2 separate regions of the Capra hircus genome follow, and region 1 is linked to region 2. Evidence: chromatin contacts called from public Hi-C data. All regions are on one chromosome and are shown on one strand. The core of a region is the stretch at or near the end of the contact, and the rest is flanking DNA. Distances in the headings are between cores, read along the strand shown. Region 1 holds the start of EPHB3 (ephrin type-B receptor 3). Region 2 has its middle 26 kb from the start of VPS8.

Region 1 (6,731 bases), core at 495-2,994, 200 kb after region 2:
CTTCAAGTTTACCGACTGTGAACATGAGAACAAACCAAGTCACACAGAATTCATGTTTTTGTTCTTAAACTAAGAAAGTGACTAGATCGGTTAAAGATACTAGAAGTACTGCCTGTCATCTCAGTTTCCCCCAGTCTGTGGTGTCCTTTCCTCCACATTCAGGAAGGGTTTTATTGCCTCATTTAATGGCTCCAAAAATTTTAGAAAACCGTGTGTGCATGTATGTGTATCTGTCTGTCTGTCTATTGTTTGCCCGGTGTCAGTGCCTCTGTCCCCGCAGGCTTGTGTCAAGTGGATTATGTGAGCTCTCCCACGGGGGCCAAAACCACTTAGGCTGTTCATCCAGGCACAGTCCTGTGGAAGTTGGAGCACCACCCCCCTCCCAGCAGCCCTCTCTGCAGGTTTCACACAACCCACGGAGAAGCCTGGCCTTTTCCACTGGATAATGGGTAAGGCATCAGCTCTAGCTCTACCTGAGACAAACCCCACAACCTCTGGAGTTCGGTGGAGACCCCAGCACTGGGGGTGGGGGTCCTGCAAGAAGGCAGAGGGGGAGCGCCGGAGCAGTATGCAACGGCGGTGCACACAGCACCTTGTGGGTAGTTGGCGCTCGGTAAACCGTCAACAATAACAGGCTCCCGCCTCACCATCCCAGCAGCCATCCCCTGACAAAGCGGCGTGCACGCACTCGCTCTCCCGGTTAACTCCAAGAGGTTCCTCGCCGACGCGGCCCCTCAACCCGGGGAGCCCAGCAGCAGCCTCAGAGCCCCGGCCTTGCCTGGTGGGGGTCGCGCACACTTCCCTGCGACCAGGAGGTGCGGAGGACGCCGCTCCTCTATTCTGAGTGCCTGGCACTCCTACAGAAGCTCACCGCCGGGCCATGACTTTTCAGGGACGCTCACCCAGGTCGAGCTGCCTGCGATCCCACAACTGGCAGACAGCCGGCAGCTGGAACCTACGAGGCGGCGCCCAAGGCGTCCCCGCCACCCCAGCTCCAGCCTCTGGAGAGGGTGCGGGTGACCGAGCCTCCTCCGAAGTGCGCCTGGACCGTATCGGACCGACACCGCAGACTCACCCCCGGCCCCCGCTCGGGCGACCCGGACACCTTAACCCTTGGACGCACTCCCCCGACGCCGCTCACCTTCCAGCGCCCGGCAGCCGGCGGGCAGCAGCAGGGGCAGCAGCAGCAACGGAGAGAGCAGCGGCAGGAGCCCCGGCGGCAGCGGCGGCGGCGGCGGGCGGGCTCGGGCCATGGCCGGGACTGGCTCCGGGAGCCGAGCCGGGCCGCGCCGGGCCGCGCCGGCGGGGCTGCGGGCACCCGCAGGAGGATCCGCTCGGCAGGCGCGAGAAGGCTCGCGCACGGTCCCAGGAGATCCAGGCAAGGAGAGGGTGCAATCCAGGCAGTCGGCTCCGGGACCCAGGCGGCGCCCTGAGCCGGGCGATCCTGGGGTAAACGGGCAGGTTGGTCCTGGGGGAATCTGGACGGACAGGTCCAGGAGGATCCGGGGCGCTTGGAAAGCTCGGAGCCAGAGAACTCGGGGAGGCGGGCCGGGGCGGGAGGGAGCGAGTGGTGGTAGTTCGGTGTGCACAGTAATCCAGCGGTCTCCTGCGGGCCCGACTGGGATCTGAGACTCCGGGTGCGCGCGCCGTCCGGGGTCCGAGCTGGGTTCTTGCTGCGCCGCTCACGTACTCACTTCTGCTGTCCCCAGCGCTGGCGCGGCCGCTCTGGATGAGAGGGGCGGGGCTGTCCGCCTGCCTGTCATCGCGGAGTCCCCGCCCCTAGCCATCCGCCGCCCACTCACAGACCGCCAGGCGCGCTGGTTCGGCCTCAACAGCACTCCGCCGGAGTTCAGTTGGCAGCGGTTCCGTCACGCCCACCCTCAGGTTCTCTGAGGCCTGGGGTGGGCGGGGCCAAAGAAAAGATGAATTAGATTGGGCGGAGCGATACTGTCCATCAGAAGGAGAAGCCCGCCTCCTGCCCCCAGTGGTGATTAGTAACCGAACCTGAGTCCGAGGTGCCATTCACGTAAAACGAGCCGGGGGCGCCCCCGTGTGGTCTGTGCGTGCCTGAGGCCGCCCCCATGTGGCTGTCTTTACAGGCACGTCCGAACCCAACCTAATCGCGGCTTACGCACTACCAGGTGGGCGTCCTCTGCGACACATCCTGTGACCAGGACCTTCTCACTTGTTTATTCATTCGTGTATTTCATCATTCTTTGAGCCAAAGACTGACTAGAGTTTTCTGGCGATACAGCAATGGATAAGACAGAGGTTTGTGTTCTCTTGGAGCTAACACAGCGGTGGAGGCAGGCATGAAGTCATCACCGCAGAGTGTAACAGTTATGGAGGAAGGACGGAGTTGCTGGAGACCATGCGAGAGGCATGGCTATGTCTGGCCCTGAGGAAATGACATTCAAGTCGAAATATGAAAGATGAATAGTAGGCGAAGAATATGTGTTTGGGGACCGGGGAGGGCAGTCTCAAGCAAACCATACACGCTTTGTGTGAAGTCCCAGGGGCAAGAGAAACTGATATTCATTGGAGGAAATGGAAAGAAGTTCAGAGTATCTTAAATATAGAGTTGGAGGCTGAGGGGAGCCAAAAGGAAGCTTGGGAGTAGCTGTGGGGAGCAGAGGGTTTTTTTTTTTTTTTTTTTTTTTTTGGACTCAGAAGGCCTTCCTAAGAGCTAGGGTCTGAAGCAGGGGCATTACTTTATCAGGTTAACATGGCTTCTCTGGGAAGGAAGAATGAGAAGAGGCAAGGGTGGAATCAGGGAGGTCAGTGAGGAAGCTGTGCAGTGGGCAGGCAGAGGAAGATGGTGGCTTGGACCAGAGTAGTGGCTGTGGGGATGGAGAGAAGTGGGTAGGTCTAAGATATTTTAGGACACAGAGCTCAGGGGAATTGTGATTGTGTGGTTGAGAAGCATGGGGTAGATAGAGACATTAAGAAGAATCCCCAGGTTTCTGAACTGGGCAAATAGACTCCTACCCCATTTGCTCAACAAACGTTTGCAAAGTGCAAAAACACTGAAAAAAAATCAGTCTAGTTTACTAAGATGTAGATGTTATTATAGCCCCATTTTACAAACGAAACTGACATCTAGAAAGGCTTAGTGATTTGCCCCAAGTCACGGTGCTCATAAGTAGCAGGATGGGATTTGAATCAGAGTCTATAGCTCTTTTTTTTTTTTTTTTAAAGGATTATATAGCTTTCAGACTCACTCATTCTACTTCATCAGACACCTTAGGATCACTTAGGTGCCTGCTAAAAACTCAGAATTCTAAGCCACCCATCCACCTTGGATGTTGGGACTCAGAATTTCTGGGGATATGGAGCCCAACAGTCTGCATTTCAAATAAGCATTCCAGGTGATTCTGATGCACTCTAAAGTCCGAGAGTCACTATCACCATGCAGCCTCTCACTGTCCTAACTGGAGAAACACCCATCCCTCTGAACCTCCTCCAGATACCATGAGATTTCTCAGGACAGAGAGTAAGAGATCAGATTCTGAGCTGCCTCAGAAGCAAAATGGTCACACTTAATCCTTTGACCATGAAGTATCCTAGATCCAGTCCTAAAAGTTCCGTTAGTGTAAACTGATCCATGGATCCAGTGCTCAGGGAGATTGCTCTAGAGAGGTTAGTCCTACTGGCCAGAGGCATGTGAGGGTACATGGGGCTGGAGTGTGGGTGAGGGGTGGGGGAGGATGCCGTGAGATTCCCAGATTTCACCCCTTCAATCTGTTCTCAAGCCCCAGAGACTCCCAGAAACACCGTTCAAGGTTCTAGGTCACAGAAAGGATCTTGGAGATCACCTTGTGCAACTCTCCCATTGCAGAGCTGGAAGCCTGAGGCCCAGAGACAGGCGGGCTGGCCCTAGAGCCCCCTCTGCCCCGGGGTGCTGGTTGCAGTAGGACAGGGTAACATTTCGGCAGGTGGCCTGGCAGCAACACCTCCCAGCTGAAGTCCTGCTCGTAAGGCGGATCTGTGAGGCCGGCAGTCCTGTTTGCTCAACATCTGTGCCAGGGTAAGCCTCGCCCTGGACAAACACAGCCTGCCTAGCGGCAGGCACCCGGCTCCTTTGTTCTCAGGCCTGATAGCAGAGGCTGCAGGGCCAGCAGGTAACGGAGGGCCCGTCCTCACCGGATGTTGGCACTATGGTTCCCACGGGAATGGCTCCTGATCAAGAGGCCGACAGGCTGGAGGGCACCTGAGTACTGGCTACAGCAACCTTGGGCAGGAAGTGACCACCTGGCAACAGAACAGACATGAGCAGAGGGCAGGTGGAGGGACAGGAATAGAGAGCCAGGCCAGATAAGGAGGGCTTTCATCTCTGCAGGGCTAAGTGAGCAGACAGTCTTCGCCCTCTTATCTTTTCAGGCTGATGAAGTACCAAGGAACCCAGGAGCAGGCTCCTCCAGCTTTTGATTTGGAGTGAAGGGAGAACGTCCAGACTGAGGTCAAGATGCCTCTCTCTGGGCCCATCATTCTTTGCCGGTTTGTTTCCAGGAGGGAGATTAATGTAGAAGCAAAACCTTGGACTTTGGCATCAGAGGGAGCTAAGTCTAAATCCTAGCTCAGTCATTTACCAGCTGGGGGACTTATGATAAGAAGCTGAACCTTTCTGAGTCCAAGTATCCATGGGAATGAAGGTGGGACAATGATCATACTGCCCTCACAGGGCTATGATGGTGCTCTGACCACAGGGCCGGGAGCACTGCAAATATCTAATAACTGCAGGTGCCATATAATAATTAACACTCATGCCCCAGAACCAATCTGGACACACGGTCAGTTTTGGGATAATTAAAATAGAATGTATGTGAATTGAATTGGAGCTGGAACCAACTCCAGATTCTCTTTTTAAAAAATGATAAATATGTGTTCCTGGGTTTGTGGTTTGGGGATGGTGGTGAGAAAGACAAAACTAGGAGAAGAGGGCTTTGGGGAAATAAGTGATGGGGGATGAGTGCTTTGGGGGTTTCAGTTAAGAACTAGCGTGGAGGCAGAGAGTCCAGTGAGGAGGGCAAGAAGTGATGGTGACAGGGCTGGCTTTGTACAGCAGGGTAGTCTGAGCAATGGGATGGGTGGTCATTTATAGGAAGAGAAGTAAAAACTCGAGGAGGGGCAATGTGGTTGGGGCAGGAAGGGGGAATAGGGACTGAGGATGTCATTTTGGACTGGCTAGGTTTGGGAGGCCTGTCAGCATTCAGATGGGCTCATGGAGCTGACAGCTGACAACACCACTCCCACCTCCTTCGCTGACCTCCAGTACCACCTAGGCAGCCTCAGATCTGATCTCTCTCTGTCACTTGTAGGCACCACCTCAGGATCTTTGCACTGGCTATTCCCTCTGTCTGGATCTCTTCTTCTTCCAGCTCCTATAGAGCTGCCTCTCAGAATTTAGGTCTCCACTTAAATATCACCTTTCTGACCACTTTGATCTCTTCCCTCCTCCCCCACACCATCACTGTCTCTCCCATTGCACTATATTTTATTTTCCTTATACTTAGCACTAGTTGAGATTATATTACATAGTCATTTGTCTATGTATGCATTGTCTGTCTCCCTTTCTAAAACGTTAGCTTCCTGAGAGCAAGGGCTTGTCTTATTTTCCACTGAATCTGCAGTATAAGGACCACTGACCTGCATGAAGTAGCAATTTACTGAATCAGCCAGTAAGAAGGGCAAATATATGGGATTCCTATTGCCGCTTCCTCCTCCCAAGCCTATGGCAGACGTTGCTCATCAACTATGGGCCGTTTCCTCAATGCCATGCTGCAGACGGCCCTTGCCCTTGTCAATCTCTGAGAGTTGGCATAGGAAGTTCCACCAACCTGCCATCCCTGTAGTAGACAAAGGTCCTCTGCTGGCTACCATGTGATCATGTGTGAGTCTTTTAAAACTTCTTGGGGGACTTCCCTGGTAGTCCAATGGCTAAGACCCCAAGCCCCCAATGCAGGGGCCAGGGTTCAATCCCTGATCAGGGAATTAGGTCCCACATACTGCAACAAGCGTTCACATGCAGATCCTGAGTGCTGCAACTAAGACCCTGTGCAGATAAACATTTTAAAAACGTAAATAAAGCTCCACGGGCTTCAGTTTCCTCATCTGATGTCTCATCCGAGAGGTAGGGGAGACTCTCCACTCTTCCTTTATGAGCAGGGCTTCCTGTCAAGAACTGTGGTCATCTGAAGACATGCATTGAGCCACAATCACTCCCGCACTTTTCTCTTTCTCTGCTTTCTCCGTTTTCTCACCAGCCCCAGAAGGCAAGTCTAGAAATACCCTTTGACTCCTGGCCCAACAACACCCTCATGTTCGGATGAGGAAACTGATCTCAGAGAAGAAAAGTCAATGGAGCCAGAAATCTAACAAAGCCTAGTTGTCCACACGCAATGCTCTGGCAACAGCCATTCCTTTCCTCTGATTCCCGCAGGGCCAGGCACTGGCTGCCGTCAGCACCTCCCCTCCGGGATGGGAGCCGGGCCCGCAGCTTCCTTTATTCTCGGGCTCATTCCCAAGCCCCAGGAGGCGGGCAGCCTGGCTTCCGTCCAGGCCCTGGGCAGTTGGTGGAGGAAAAGGATGCCCCGTGGATTCCTGGCTCCTTCCCCCACTTCCGAGCTGCCCATTCAAGGAGGCGAGAAAGGTACAGGCCTCTTCCTCCACAGTTGCTTTCGGAAATTGGAAATTGCCTCGGGGTGTTTGGACCAGGGTGAAGTTCTCAGCTG
Region 2 (6,382 bases), core at 2,938-5,437:
TTCTCACTCCTGTGGTCCACTCCATCACTGAACATCAATCAGGTACCTCCTGCCTCAATGGTAAAGGTTGGAGTGTTTCCAGGTTTTCACACCCACTGGCAAATGTGGGCTGCCTCCCCTGCCCCTCTCTCCACTCCGCCTCATCCCTCTCTGATTTCTTCTATGATGCAGCACACATGAACCACTGCCTTCTGCAACCAAATCTGGACTTTCCATCCTCATTGCTGAACATCCATTGAGACACTTACTTCTAAGCGTTTGCTGACTATTCTTCCCATTGTTAAGAGAAGCTAGCAAGGCTGTGGCCCAGCCACTCCCATCCATGCCAGCCCCTCTCTCAGAAGTTGTCCTGGTCCACTGTCACATCCCACTGCACATGCTGAATGGGCTGCCCAGGGCACCCAAAAGCCATTTTTGGGACACAAAGAACACACCACTTTGGAAGCATCTGCAAACCCTATTAGTCCCCATCTGTCTGGTATTTCTAATTAAACATCAAAAACATCCTCCCTGGCCTGGCTGTTGATATGAAGGAGAGGAGCACACCCACAACAACCCATGGGTGGGGAGGAAGCGAGCAGCTTGAGTTTGCCAAGTACTTATGGACAGTAACGCAATAAAGAAATCGGAAAATGCACATATGTGTGTGTGCGCGTGCGTGTCCTGCTTTATACAGAAGGAAGCAGATTTGGGGTAAGGAGAGATGACAGCTCAGTTAAACTACCCTTAGCTGGGCTCTTCAGAATAGCTGGGGATGCGGGCTGCCTCCCATACTCTTCCTGGGGCTCCTTCTCTGGTTAACCTCTTCCCATGTCCCTCCTTTCTGACTCCTTTTTTTTAACTGTATGCTTTTAACATATATATATATTTTTTTTTTTTTTTTTAATTTGGCTGCACCATGACTTAGTTGCAGGATGTGGGATGTGGGATCTAGTTCCCTGACTGGGGATTAAACCCAGGTCCCCTGCATAGGGAGCGTGGAGTCTGAGCCACTGGACCAGCAGGGAAGTCCCTTCTTTTTCTTTCTGAGAGCCCTAATTCTTTCTCCCAAAACTTTACCCTCAGCCCTGACTGCTCCCTGCCCACCTTACCGTCCACCTCAGCTTGCCTTGCCCCAGGAGCCACTTCTGTCCTTGGGCTTGATTCTTTCATTCACCACCACTAGCTCCACCCTTCTTCTCTCTGTGCTCTCTTCCCGTCTCTCATCGATGCCTTAGTTTGCCATCCTCTTTCTGTTGTTTCCAGCGCTTCTGCACTGGCTTTAAATTCCACCGACAGCAGAACTACCAGAAAAATGTTCCCTCCCCAAGAAACCTCTCCTCACAGAGGTCTCTGTGCTCTTTGGGGGAGACTGCCTGAGGAAGGTAAAGCAAATCCCCCATTGTTCAGGGCAATTAGCTGCCGTGGATGGGAGCCATTGAACGGCTGCCCACTCGTGGGAGGCTCTTGGCTACAAAAGGCCTATTCATGATAATACATTTTACAGACATCCCGGAGGCCTGTGAGAACCTCTGCCCAGACACCCTGCTCCACAGGAGAGAGAATCCCTGTCAGCTCGAAAGAAACAGTTTTCCTTCCCTCAGATGAACCATCAATTGGGAGCATCTCCTATGCAAATAAGCTTTCTGAAGCCTCTCTGCAGAAGAGACCTTCTTCTTCCATGAAGGCCAGAAAGGGTAACCTTTGGAAGAGTGTGTTCCAGCTTCCTCCTGTGCCTAATTACTGAGCTCCTTTCTTCCTAATCATCTTTATTTTAATGTAAGAATATGGTAAATGTCAGGATGTCATGAGATGAATGTATGATCTAATTTATTTTTGCAGGGAAAAAAAATGAGACCTGAAACATCTATTTAAGTCAGGTGTTCTGAAAATGATTAAATAAGAGGAGTAAGAGGAGGACCTGAGTGTAAAATACAGCTCAAGAGGCCTGGTGCCACCAATTCAACCTGCTTATTACCCTGTACGATGTGAATAATTTATCACATTTTACCCTGCATTAAGCACTGTTGAGGATTAAGCTGCAGTTTATTTGCAGACCACATTAACCCCTACCTGTCTCGACCTGAGGTTTCAGGGCAGGGGGGAGGTATGGGAACTCTCTCTGCTGCTCTAGTGTCCACGTTAGCGAGGGCTGGACAGCAGTAACTAGCCTGATTAACTAGCCCTCTCCAGAGAATTCATCTGGGAATAGAAAGTACCCATGTTGCCTGCTTCTGGGGCATTTTTCTTCTCCTTTCAAGTCCTCCCACTTGGGCTGTCTCCCCCACCCCCGACCATCATGTCCTTTCCATTCTACTTCTTATGTATCCTTTCATCTCTAAGCCATACACACTGGTCCAGGCCCTTACTTCTCATGCTGGACTCAGAGTCACAGCCTCTCCCTCCTGGCCTCCTTGGCTGGCCCCCACCCTCCCATTTATCCTGCATCTGACCAACGTTCCTAAAATCCAATTTTCACCCAGCTTTTCTGGGCTTGGAAGCATTCAGTGGAGAGTCCTGCTCAAGGATGCAGACCTGCCTCCTTCACCCAGCACCCAAGGGTGTGGCACCATCATTTCTCCAACCTCATTTCCTTCTTCTCCTTCCCAGATACCCACCCTTCCAACAAACCGACCCCTCCATCTCTCTGAACAAGCAGACTCTCTCCCACCTCCATCTTTGTTTTTTGTTTCTTTTGCCACACCACACAACTTGTGGGTTCTTAGTTCCCCTATGAGGGATCAAACCCAGGTCCCTGGCAATGGAAGCTTGAAGTCCTAATCACTGGACTGCCAAGGACTTCCCTCACACCTCCACTTTGACCTGCCTTCCTCCCCAGAAGCCGTGCACCCCCTGCATCCAGCCAGCCCAAAATCCCTACTGGCTCACAAACTCATCACTCCTGGCTCCAGACGACTCTGAGCTTCTGTTTCCAGCCAGCCTCAAACCAGTACCCCACTGAGCACCCCTGTAGTGGGAACTGTAGGCTCTGCCTGGAGAGACCCAGAAACTGCAATCAGCTTGAAAGCAAGATCTGAGGACCTGTCTCCAAGGTGTAGCGGGCATTCAGCTGAGTCTTTACAGATCAATGAAAATAGCAACTTTTCTTACGGGGCTTGGATTCACACTTTACATACACACTTCACAACATAATCACACTTTATGTTGATTACAACTTATGTAATCAACATAAGTTGATTTACAACTGCCCATGTTTTAAAAAATGTTATTTGTATTTAGCGCTTTTTGGAGGACTGCCTAATGAAGAGGAAAAGAGCAAAATAAACCTCTCCAAGCCACTCTTTGACATTGTACCACCCTTGAACTATTCAAGGAAGCATAAAAGGCCAATTCACAAGCAAATCTTTTGCACAGAAAAGCACAATTTACACAGCACACCTAGTAGGTGTCAGGATTATTCACAAAATGGGTGTGACCCCAACTTTTGGAACCGTTTATTTGCCTCATTTTCCACCATCTTATTTGGTTTTCCAGATGTCCCTCCAGAACAGGGAGGCAAGCTCACATGGAATGCACAACCCGTCTGCTCCTTTCTCATCCCCCAGTGAGCCTGCTCCAGGACTCTCAGGATCTGCCTCTGTATTCACTCTGCCTGCTCACCTGGCTCCACAGGACCACCCTCCCATCCACTTCCTTCACTCCCACTGGAGACAACCTCAGACCTTACTTAATACTTGAGGATCTCCACAGCATTTTCTCTTTCTGCACTTTCCAACGGGTCTCTTATCTCAGATCCCTTACAGGAGATAAGCAATGAATGACTGGGAGAATGATGTCCCTTGCATGTCCTCGCCTGTGTAATAATATCAGTGTGGCCCATTACTGGCCCTTCACGGAGGTTGTATCGCATCAGCCCTGAGGCTCAGGCACTAATGCGCCCCATTCAGGTGACAGAGCTATCGGCGTATCACCCCTTTCTCCAGGACTTCTAGGTCACCCTGGAGGATCCCGTGTTTCTGACTGAGCCAGGCTCAAAGCTGAAGTTTACACAACACACACCCAGAGTAAATGACCTTCACTGGTCCTAACCTACATACCTGTCTGAAGGACAGAACAGGGACAGGTTTGTGAGCCCAAACAGGATGGGTGGCAGCTTTCAAGTAGTTTCTCTCAGTGGTGAGTAGCTCAGCCTCTATGCCTGGAATGCACTGGAGAACTGCCGTCCAGTCCTCCTCTCGCATAGAGGCCTCATCAGCTTCCTCGTCACACGGGTTACTTCCCCGTTCACTCCCTCCCCAGACGCAGGTCCAGGTGCAGCCTCAGCCCACAGACGCAGCAGGCACCTGGGAAACAGCTGCTGGTGACCCAGATTGTCTTTGGTCAAGGCCAGCCCAGCCTGCAAGGAACAACTTATAGAACCCAATTCGGAGAGTCCTAGGAGCTCTCACCAGCTGGCCAGAGAGACAGAAGCATGTGGCCAGTGGCCCTAGGGCCACCCTTCTCCTAGGGTCTAGGAGACAGTCAGTCCCAGGACTGCAGCCACCAGACCGACCGAGGGACATATCATCTCCAGGGTGGGGATTCAATCTGTGCTTGGACGGGGCCACTAGTTCACATGGGGCACCCTGGCTTCATTGCTCAGCAACTTAATTCAGCATCTGAACAATGAGAATCATACACATACTAAGAAGAATTATTTACCAGCAAGGAAGGAAACTGGAGGAATCCAGAAATCATGAATTCTCTGCACTGGAAGAAAGGATTAAAATCTAAGAAAGGTAGAGGACTGCAATAGGAGGAAAAAAAAAGCCTCAAGTGTGGCAAGAGAAACTATAATTAAAATAGCAAATTGCAATTTTGGGGTGGGTGGAGGGGATAGATGAGCTTAAAGACCAAGGGACATCTAGTGAAGCATCTGACAGAAATGATTCCCAGGGATGTTCTGGGGAGAAAAATCCATCTGGAAACAGAGAAAAGGAAATGAAACAAGAATTTGCTGCATTATTTAAAGCTTTCCATGGTGGGGGTAGGGTAGGGGACATTCAGGAGAGAGGAGGTTAAGAGAGAAGAGAATGGAATTGCTCTACTAAAAGGGATTAAAAGAATCATAAGGGCTTTTTAAAATGACTCAAGCCAAAAAAAAAAAAAAAAAAAGGTGGGGGGGATGCAAATAATTGTAGGCTGTGAAATTAATGGTGGCCAAGATTCTTAGTTCATTCTTTAAATCTGCTTAACAGGAAAAATGAAGGAGAGACATTTGTATGCTTGGGGAGTGATGGAGTCCTTGAAAAGGCAGTTCTATAGAGCACTGACAAGACCAAATGCACAGCAGACAATATGTGTCCTGGGATAAGACTGAGCTGGCAGGGAGCTCAGACTCTGTGGCAGGGGCAATCTGCTTACCTAAAAATACCTGGTGCCCCCTCCCTTGAACATTTGTCTTCCCAAATATCTGACTCCTTCATGAACGTCTGCACATCATGTCCAGAAATTAGCGAGGTCTACAGATGTTCTTGTAACAAATCACATTGGAATTAGGAGGGGCCTGAGTTTGAATCTCGGTGCTGTTACTTTCCAGCTTTGTGACCTTGGGCCAGTTACTGAACCTCTCCGAGTTTCATCACCTTATAGAACTATGGTGAAGATTAAACGGCATTAAATATGACAGAATAGCTGTTGTAATGTTGGGTCAGTGATAGGCTATCAGAGAAGCTTCATTAAATTTAAATCCTCCACCCCTTGTCAGTGTCTTTGGTCCAAAGGATCTTCTTCACTGAGTCCTGTCCTTGCAACACACTGCTTCCTAGGAGCTCCATTTTAGAACTCATTAGGAAACACACCGGAGAAGGCAATGGCAACCCACTCCAGTACTCTCGCGTGGAAAATCCCATGGATGGAGGAGCCTGGTAGGCTACAGTCCATGGAGTCGCGAAGAGTTGGATAAGACTGAGCCATTTCACTTTCACTTTTCACTTTCATGCATTGGAGAAGGAAATGGCAACCCACTCCAGTGTTCTTGCCTGGAGAATCCCAGGGACGGGAGCGTGGTGGGCTGCCATCTATGGGGTCGCACAGAGTCGGACACGACTGAAGTGACTTAGCAGCAGCAGCAGCAGGAAACACACAGGCCTAGAATCCTGGGGGAGGTACAAGTCACCCTGAGCCCCAGCAGAGTCTTCACATTGTCTCTCATCTCGACGTTGACACGCCCAGTAGCCTGCCCCGTTGGTGCAGCAGACCTCTGCACATGACCATCACACTCAAGCCCACCTCTATGCTTTACCACACTGAGGCTCTCTTCAGCCCAGCCCCTTCCCAGAGGGCCCCCCACCCTTATGAGATGTCTTGTACGCCTGAGGCTCAGACTCATCCTGAGGGAGCCCAGCAGGTGTGATTGAGGCACTGGTCCTGCCTGTGAGGGAAGCTGCGGGGAGAAGGGAGG

What was found. A called contact is a pair of places that touch in the nucleus more often than the background predicts.
Region 1: a Hi-C map of blood shows a contact between it and region 2, with 4 times the contacts expected there. The contact joins the promoter of EPHB3 here to the enhancer-like site in region 2. A contact is called at or near these places in 2 of 5 Hi-C or Micro-C datasets (both in blood).

What each region holds. Positions count from the first base shown.
Region 1 is chr1:82,314,470-82,321,200 of ARS1.2, forward strand. It overlaps EPHB3 (ephrin type-B receptor 3), which reads right to left and starts at 1,745. Exons shown (of 16, transcript XM_018047087.1): 1 at 1,142-1,745. The coding sequence starts at 1,253.
Region 2 is chr1:82,116,059-82,122,440 of ARS1.2, forward strand. No RefSeq gene overlaps it. Among named protein-coding and RNA genes, the nearest start is that of VPS8, 26 kb to the left of the region's middle. Within about 2 kb of position 4,188, at least 1 of the 5 cell types and tissues checked has an H3K27ac peak or open chromatin away from gene starts, as enhancers often do.